Regions from separate parts of the Sus scrofa genome. Here region 1 is linked to region 2. Evidence: chromatin contacts called from public HiChIP or PLAC-seq data. All regions are on one chromosome and are shown on one strand. Each heading gives the region's core, a stretch centred on a gene start, on an enhancer-like site or on the middle of the called end of the contact. The rest is flanking DNA. Distances are from core to core; before and after follow the strand shown. Region 1 holds the start of TXLNG (gamma-taxilin). Region 2 holds the start of SYAP1 (synapse associated protein 1).

The links. HiChIP or PLAC-seq counts read pairs in DNA pulled down with a chosen protein or histone mark.
Region 1: an H3K27ac HiChIP or PLAC-seq map of alveolar macrophages shows a contact between it and region 2. The contact joins the promoter of TXLNG here to the promoter of SYAP1 in region 2. A contact is called at or near these places in 12 of 47 Hi-C or Micro-C datasets (alveolar macrophages, blood, fetal skeletal muscle and 8 more) and 2 of 2 datasets of contacts at active chromatin or transcription factors (alveolar macrophages and skeletal muscle).

What each region holds. Positions count from the first base shown.
Region 1 is chrX:13,227,796-13,232,518 of Sscrofa11.1, reverse strand. TXLNG (gamma-taxilin) reads right to left here and starts at 2,839. Exons shown (of 10, transcript XM_013985941.2): 1 at 2,650-2,839. The coding sequence starts at 2,751.
Region 2 is chrX:13,179,706-13,184,258 of Sscrofa11.1, reverse strand. It overlaps SYAP1 (synapse associated protein 1), which reads right to left and starts at 2,245. Exons shown (of 7, transcript NM_001244109.1): 1 at 1,958-2,245. The coding sequence starts at 2,150. It overlaps CTPS2 (CTP synthase 2), which reads left to right and starts at 3,128. Exons shown (of 19, transcript XM_021080709.1): 1 at 3,128-3,148.

The sequences.
Region 1 (4,723 bases), core at 1,590-4,089, 48 kb before region 2:
ACAAAACAAAAACAAGAGAGAGAGAGATTCGTAGAAATGCAGTGGAATACTAACTTTAAGAAAGTTACCTTAAGAAACCATTCAAATGGCTGGAGTTATGAAACAATACCACAGAGAGCGGAGGCCCAGAATGACTAGATGGTCAGGACAACCAGGAAGCAACAAAGCCCATCTCCATTTTTTCTCCCTTTAAGTCCCATAATGTAACACAAAAGTGACAGAAGGGTCACTGTTCCTTAAACTCCTTCAACATTTTCAAAACCACCCAATGAGTTAAATATCATTTCTGCGTCCTGAGAAATAGGGCAGAGGTCAAGTTAGAATTAGGAATATGTTTTCAAGCTAGCAGCCCAGAGGAAATAAAAAAACGAAAGGTCCTAAGGAAAGAACTTAAAAGTGACTTACGCAAATAGGAGATATTCAACCAATTTTTTAATGAAAATTCAAAAACTCATATTGAACCATGCATTTTAATTCCATGTCAGAGTCAAGTGGAAATCAAAAGGAAAAAAGAGGCCCAGAGAAGCCCGAGCAAAGAGGAAAGGTGTCTGAGATAAGTAAACAAAAATGAGGGAGTTCCTGTCGTTGTGCAGTGGTTAACGAATCGACTAGGAATCATGAGGTTGCGGGTTCGATCCCTGGCCTCGCTCAGTGGGTTAAGGATCTGGCATTGCTGTGACCTGTGGTGTAGGTCGCAAATGCAGCTCGGATCTGGCGTTGCTGTGGCTGTGGTGTAGGCCGGTGGCTACAGCTCCGATTAGACCCCTAGCCTGGGAACCTCCATATTCCACGGGAGCGGCCCTAGAAAAGGCAAAAAGACAAACACACACACACACACACACAAACACAAAAACACAAAAAACAAAAATGAGACAGTAGACACACAGGACTATTCTTATCCAGCTGTTCACCAGAGCACTGCCTCAAAGGGTCATTACCATTTAAAATGCTGGCTGATTAAACCTCAGTTCCTAATTCAGACTTTTTGTCCTTATCCTTGCGGCATAAAAAGGAACTTACGCCCTCAATTGCAGCAGCTTTTTATCAGAGTTCTCCCCTGGGGGAACCTATGAAATCAAACACTGAGATTGGCTCCCCACCCTCAGGGAATAAATAAGTGAGGTGTCCAAAGTGACAGTGTTGAATCCCTAGAGTACGTTCCGTCCACGGCTTTTTTTTCAGTCCTGCAAGTGCTGGATCTTTCTTTTAGAGCACAAAGAGGGAAAGAAAGAGAGGTAATTGAGAGGCAGTAACACCCTCATGCAGAGAGGTGAAAACACCCGACCTTAGAAACAGCTCCCCCCCTCAAGCTAGTTCTTGACACTCTGCAGAGGTAAGCCGAACCTTTGTTCTCCTTTTTCAAGTACACAAATCGCATTAGGAAAATATTATTTCGTAATTTTCTACAGGAGCAATCTTTGAGTACTCAAATGCGTAATTAAGTAACACGAAATAGCCCCGAGTGATAAAGCAGGACGTCCAACAAGTTGAACATTTCAATCTGCTCAACTCCAAGGAAAGAGACTTCCACCTTTCCATCTTTACAGCCCTTCTTCCACCTTTCTAGTCCTTTTCCCCGCATTTCTCTATTCCTGGGCCCTGACAGCCCTGTACCCCGTTTGTTGTGCAATCTTTTTTGAACTCCACCCACTGACTCCAGAACAAGTGGAATTCTCTCGTTCTGAAGGTCTTGATTTTCCTGTATCCAGGGAGTCACCGAAAGCTCCTTGACGTGAGTCAAGTAAGGCAAGGGAAACGGTCCAGACTGACTCCCAGATTAAGAGACCAAAGGCCAAGGTAGGGGACGCGCTCGAGTTTTCACCCATCAAATAAAAAAAGAAAAAAAAGGCCGGGGGGGGGAGGGAATATCGAGAAGAGGGAATGAGGGCTTGATTGGGAAGATCAGCTCTCCGCGATGCTGCTCCCAACTCTGTGGGACCCAGGTCCGCCAACATCCCGTCCCCAAGGGCCGCCCCACGTGCAGCCAAATCCGTGGAGCCCAGAGACGAGCCCCAGGGCCTGGGTCCCGCGGGCCGAGCGGCCCGGCTCGCCAGCCCGCGCAGTGGCGGGGAGCGCGGGGTGGAGGGGGGCGGGTAAAGGGGGGCGCAGTGCAGCCCCGGCTCCCGCGCGGTTATCTTACTGCGCAACAGCCTCAACCGCGCCGCCGGGGCGCAACCCCGCAGCACGCCCTGCGCACCTGCCCCGCGCGAGGAGGGCCGGCCCGTGACCCCGGGCAGCTCCCCGACGGCGGCGCCCAGCGCTGGGAACACGGCAAGCATGTGGAGGGCGGCGGCTGGGAGCGGGAACACCTGGCGCCCGGGGCCCCGCGGCGCCGGCCGCACGTGGCTGTCACACCTGGCGCGCCCCCGCCAAACACCCCTTCCCCCTCCCACCAGGCTTCGCCCCCCTGCCCTCCTCCCGCCTCCGCCGCGCGCGCGCGCCTCCAAACCCCAACCATGGCCCCCTCCCACATCCATCCTGGTCCCACTCCTCCCACCTGCTCCCACTGCCGTCACCCCCGAGAGGGAAGAGGGCCGGATGTTCGTCCCGTGGCTAGAGGTAACCCGCGAGTGTGAAGAGGTGGACCCCAGTTCGCTAGCCCCAGCACTCCCCCGACCCGGCAACAAGGCGGGCGCCCCCCAGACTGACTTTCTGCCGCGGGCTGCGTCGCCGTCCGCCCCGTCCGGCCTCAATCGCCTCCTCGACGCCGCCGCCTCTTCCCCGCGCTGCCTCTTCTACCCGCGTCGCCATGAGGTGACGGCAGCAGCCAAACAAGCGGCCCGACAAGGGGCACGGAACCTCGCAGGGCCTCGCTCCCCGCCCCTGAACCCCTCCGCCAACCGCCGTTTGCAGGACTCCTCACGTGACCGGAGGAGGTTGGCCCCCGAGGGGACTGAGCAGAATGGGGGTGGGGAACATTGGAGCCTGGGCCGGGCTTCTGCAGGGCCGAAGGGCGAACGGAGGCCGCGCGAGTCTGCGCGAACGAAAAAAGGGACTCTAGGACGGACTACAAGTCCCGGCAGGCTGCGCGGCCACGGCTCTCAGGCCCGGATCAGGATTGGAGCGTCATTCAGCGTTTTGAGATGGGGAGAGACTCTGCCGTGCTGAGCATGCAGCTTCCTGGGACTTGTAGTTTTTTAGGGGCGATGTACCTGTACCGGAAGGTACTCTGTATTATCCTAGGGGAAAAGTTTAGAAGTATTTCAGTGTTTGCGAGGGAGCGGGATTGGAGGCACATTGATGTGCTTTTGTTTTTCTTGCTTTTCTTCGGAAGTGAGCCTGAATGATTGGGGGATGGGGGCAAGTTGTAATTGCTTCAAGGTGGGAGAGTTGTAATTGCTCAGTAATTTGACAGTTTCTGGCCCCAACACCTGTCGCGACTCCTTCCCCTCCACTGAGCACTCAGCATCGTTTATTGGACCTGAGGCCCTGCGGGGTGGGGGCTGCGTCGTATTCATCTTGGCTGAACTGCCCGGCTTCTAGCACATTTCTCCCCCCTTAGTTGGCGGTTAATACACATTGAACGTACCCTGCTTTCTTCACCACTCGTTTCGTCACTGAAATTTAATTAACTCGGTTAGCTGAAGCGATTCTTTTTTTCCTTGACGTGACTGGGGCAAAGATGGAGAAAATACCCCATCCTCAGAAATACTCCCCATTTACATCTGATGGAACCAGAGTTCCAATGACCGAGTTTCTGATAGTCACAGACCATCGTGAAATCCTGACATGTTGCCTTAAATAACTCATTATGAAAATTTTTGTAAATCCTATGCCTTTTTTTTTCTTTCTTTTTTTTTCTTTCCCAGGCTAGGGGTCAAATCAGAGCTGCTGGCCTACACCACTGCCACAGCAACGCAGGATCCCAGCCATATCTGTGACCTACACCACAGCTCATGGCAACACAGGATTCCTAGCCCACTGAGCGAGGCCAGGGATGGAACCGGAGTGCTCATGGATACTAGTAGGGTTCCTTACCCCTGAGCCACAGGGGAACTCCTCCTATGCCATTTTTTAAAATAAAGAATACAAAACAGTGGTAGCAGGCACCACAAATTTAATAACTTATTTGAGAGTAGATTCCAATATTGGGTTAATTACTTCTATTAATTTTAATTATTTCTGTACATTTGGGGAGAAGTACCATTATTTTATTTCACTGGCAGAACACCTCAGTCCAGCTTTTTTTGTTGTTTTTTTGGTTGCTCCTGAAGCATGCAGAAGTTCTTGGGCCAGGGATCGAACCTGGGCTGGATGCCGTGACCTGGGGTGCTGCAGTGACAATGTGGGATCCTTAATCCACTGAACCACAAGGGAACTTCCTCAGTCCAGTTTTGAGATTTCAAAACTAGAGTAGTAGATAATGAATCTTACCCAGACTGTGTATAAAGCTCATGGCCTCAACCACCACTCCTCACCTTTTTAAAGGCAAAAGTCCCAGAGAGATGCAGAATAAGTCTATCGGTAATGATTCTAACACATCCAGAGAACTAGATGTCAAAATGCACTGTAGTTAAATTATGGTACCATAGAACACCATGCAGCTACTAAAAATGTTAAACATTTTTTTAAATTGACCTAGAAAATATACATAGCACAGTGAGCTTTAAAAAGAAAAAAAAAAAAAATCCATTTAGGGAGTTCCCTGGTGGCTCAGTGGGTTGAGGACCTGCAGTTGTCACTGCTGTGACTCAGGTTGCTGCTATGGCTCAGGTTCAATCCC
Region 2 (4,553 bases), core at 996-3,495:
CGCTTTATCTATACTCTTTTTAAAAAACCAAGCAAACCTCTACCTTTGAGTGTTAAATATCTGAATCACTCACACCCTGGAACTCCCATACACGCCCATCTTGAAAGAAAGCACTCCACAAAAGTTTACAGAACAAATGGGGCCCCAGGAGATTTCATGTCGATTTTAAAAGGCTCAAGTACTGCAGCTACTTGGTGGGAGTCAGGCCCAGAGATGTTTATCTTCAGTTTCCAAAACGCAGATGGGTCTTTTTAGAATTAATACACCTCTTAGGATCAATAGGTAGAAATAAAAAAATATCTGATCATATCTCTTTTGGCTTTTTGAAGGTGGAACCTCTACACCTTTTTTTTAAAATCAAATAAAGTTCACAGCCAGAAGAGCTCTAATTTAGGTGGGAACTCTGCATTCACAGTATGTGTGTGGGCGGGGAAGCGCCTCCACCTTAACCTGAGCCTCCCCAACCTCAAGAGTCTGGTGAGGAAAGAGATGGCAGCGTTGAGCTCCAAAGTAGTCATCCATGCTGAAAAAAGATTTATTAAAAAATATTTGGAAGTCTTTCTTACTAAATACAAATGTGAGGTTTCAATAAAGCCCTAAGGTGTAAGAAGCCACTTTTGATACTCCCCTGAAGATAAATGAAAATGGTTCTCCAGGATTTACGAAATCAGGGAAACAACCATACCCAGCTTTTCTTACAGCGATCCCACTTTTATTTATCCCAGCTACCTAACAAAGATTCTCTGCTCTAGTCAAACGCATCTCCTCACATCTCTGGAATATTCCAAGCTCCTTTCTTCCCCATTTTCCTCACAGGAAATAGCTGTACCCTCTTTAGTGATCTCATTGCTTTGCACTTAGTTTTATTTTTCTTGTGCACCGTTTAGGGGCCTGGGGCTGAGATTATGTACTGCCAGGACTTGAGAGTATGTCTGTTTTCCCTGCCTCTCCACCCCGCAGTAACTTTTTGAACATTAAAGCCTTTCTTATTCAAAAATGTGTTTCTCCGCTCCAGCCAGCCCCATGCTCTTGCGTTTTAGTAACTTGGAGTAAATTCTTTAAAAATGCGTGCTAAATTGAAGAGCTCTCGCTTGTAGTGCTGACTGCTTTAGGGTCATCTTTTCAAAGGCGTTTTCCTTGACTATTTAAGCCTGCCAAGGTCTCTCCAGGAGCAGAATTACCACAGGATGTGTTTATTCTGCATGCCTGGGACTTTCACCCTCCTCCCAAACTAGGCTGTAAGCTGGAAAAGAGCACAGGCTTTGACATTAAGACAGTCATGGGTTCAAATTCCACATCTACCATTTACTATCAGCATTAACTTTGGGCCACTAACACTGCAATCGCTGGTCCTCCCGACTCGCTGGGTGTTTAAACAGGTGACTTAAGACACATCCACAAAACATTTAGGGCTGAAACTTGCACATCACGGACAATAACTGGCAATTAGTTTCCCATGTTAAGGAAAATGGTCCCAATGCAGCCTAAAGGAGATGAGCCTGCCTGTCAGAGGCCTTCAGTAAGTAACTCTTCCTTAATTTACTCTGGATGACATTCTGACCTCAGGGCAAAAAGGCACTTTCGACCAATTCGAGCTCTCCAACGTCCTCAGTCCTCCGGAAGTCATAGAGGGGAAAGTTGGCGAGATGAACAAAAAAGAGATTCCTCGTCAACCCTAAAGACGTCGAGCCCCACTGCTTTACTTCGGCCCTGCTTGCAATGGTGACACACTGTGCCAAGAGTGACATGTCACCAGGAACTTCGGGCACAGGATTTGACTGCAAGATAAAGCTTCGGCCTTGCCCAGATCCACACCAAGCTCTCCAGACAACAGACACGCCTTCCGCTCCCTCCCTCCTCCCCCCGACCAGTGGTGGCCCACGCCCAGGGGCGGCAGGAGGAGGGATACGGACGCTCTCTGAAACTCTCTGGTCCCCGGGGCCGGGGAGAGACTCACTGCCGAGGCCTTTGGCCTGATGAAGGAGCTCCTGGTCCCCGGCTTGCTGAGGTTCCCCCTCCGCTGTCTCTGCCACCGCCTCGGAGCGCTGCTCGGGTGGAGCGTCTCCCTTAGGCTGCCCATCTCCCTCGGACTGCCGGCCACCCGGCGCCGGCTGCTCCAAGCCAAACCAACTGCTCAAACCCCGGAACATCCCGCCCGCAGGGCCGCCAATGCGGTCCGGGTCACAGGAGACCCTAGCGGGCGGAGCCTGGTCGGGACTTCACAGGGCGCGTCTCCCTGGGCGATAGCCGGAAGTGTGGCCCCGGAGCAGCCCGTCTAGCCGTGGCCCCGCCTCTACGGCCACTCTGCCGTGGCCGCGCCTGCGTCACTTCCGGCTAAGGGCCCCGCCCCGCGCTGGCTGTTTATTTCGTAACTTGATTACGCGGGTGGAAACCGGACAAAGAGTTTTTCCCACGTAGTTACGCCCCACCCCTTTTCCTCCTCCCCCGGCTTTTAAAGGCGGACTTAGGTGTGTAAACTGCGTCTTTGTCACTCGAAGCGGCTTGGCTGGTGGTTTAGCCTCGCTTTTTCAGGTCCGGCTGGGCTGGCCCCGCAGAAATGGATGTCTTTGGTCTCCTCCTGAGACCACATCAAAGCTAGCCCAGGGCCTTTACGGCCACCTACCAATTTACAGGGACTACAGAGAATGGCGGAAAGGGTTAAAGGACACCACAGGGATGCAGGGAGCAGACTCTAGGCTGTGAGAAACGACGGGCAGGCAACTTGTTTCCTCAAATAAGTTGCAAGGAAGAGGGGAAGGGAATTTATACGTTAAAAACAACTTAAGGGACATGACCTGTGGCAACTTGTGGATTTTATTTGGATCCTAGTTCAAACAAACACTGGGAAAAAAAATGTTGACGTTTACAAGAAGTGGAAATTTGGGCACGGATAGTTCATGAGATTAAGAAAATTTTAAGTTTAAAAAATTTTAGTTGTAGAGTAACATAAAATTGACCACCTTAACCATTTTTAAGTGTATAGGCAGCAGTAGTAAGTACATTCACGTGATTGGGCAACCAGTCTCCACAATTCTTTTCTTGTTGCAAAACTGAAATTCTGTACCCACTAAACAACTCCCTGTTCTCCCCTCCCTCAGCCCCTGGAAATCAAGCTACTTTATGACTCTGACTTCTCTAGGAACTTCACGTAAGTGGAATCATACCACATTTGTCTTTTTATGAATGGTCCATTTCACTTAGCAAATGTCTTCTAGGTTCATTCGGGTTGTAGCATGTGTTAGAATTTCTAAAATTCTGCCTTAAAAAAGGCTACCTAGGAGTTCCCTGGTGGCCCAGTGAGTTAAGGACCTGGTGTTGTCACTGCTATGGCAAGGGTTACTGTTGTGGTGAGGGTTCAGTCCCTAGGCTGGGAACTTCTGCATGCTGCAGGTGTGGCCAGAAAAAGAAAAAGGCTACTTGGAACGTTCTTGGACATAAATTATAGTAATATTTTTTTGATCTGTCTTCTAAAGCAAAGAAAACAGGAGTGAAAACAAGCAAATGGGGCCCAGTTAAACTTAAACGGTTTTGCACAGCAAAGGAAACCATCCACAAAACGAAAAGACAACATACTGAATGGGAGAGAATATTTGCAAATGATATGAGTGATAAGGGGTTAATATCCAAAATATATTAACTGCTCATACAACTCAAATAAAAAACCTGATTAAAAAATGGGCAGAAGACCTGAATAGACACTTTTCCAAAGAAGGTATACAGATGGCCAATAGGCATATGAAGAGGTGCTCCACATCGATAATCATCAGAGAAATGCAAATCAAAATCACAGGTATTACCTCACACCTGTCAGAATGGCTATCATCAAAACGACCACAAAAAACAATGTTGGAGTTCCCATCGTGACTCAGTGTTTAATGAATCCAACTAGGAACCACGAGGTTGCAGGTTCGATCCCTGGCCTTGCTCAGTGAGTTAAGGATCCGGCGTTGCCGTGAGTTGTGGTGTAGGTTGCAGACGCGGCTCACATCCAGCGTTGCTGTGGCTGTGCCTCTGGTGTAGGCCGGTGGCTACAGCTCCGATTCGACCCCGAGCCTGGGAACCTCCATATGCCGTGGGTGCGGCCCTCAAAAAGCAAAAACACACACACAAAAAATGTCGGCTAGGATATGGAGAAAAGGGAACTCTGCTGCACTGTTGATGGGAATGTAAATTTGTGCAGCTACTTTGGAAAACACTATGGAGGTTCCCAAAAAAACTAAAAGTAGACCTACCACATGATCCAGCAATTCCTCTCCTGGGTGTATATCCAAGAAAACAAAAACACTAATTCAAAAAGATACATGCACCCCAATATTCATAGCAGCATTGTTTATAGTTGCCAAGATATGGAAGCAACCTAAGTGTCCATCAACAAATGAATAGGAGTTCCCGTCGTGGCTCAGTGGTTAACGAATCCGACTAGGAACCATGAGGTTGCGGGTTCGATCCTTGCCCTTGCTCAGTGGGTTAATGATCCGGCGTTGCCGTGAGCTGTGGTGTAGGTTGCAGACGCGGCTCGGATCCTGCGTTGTTGTGCCTCTGGCGTAGGCGGG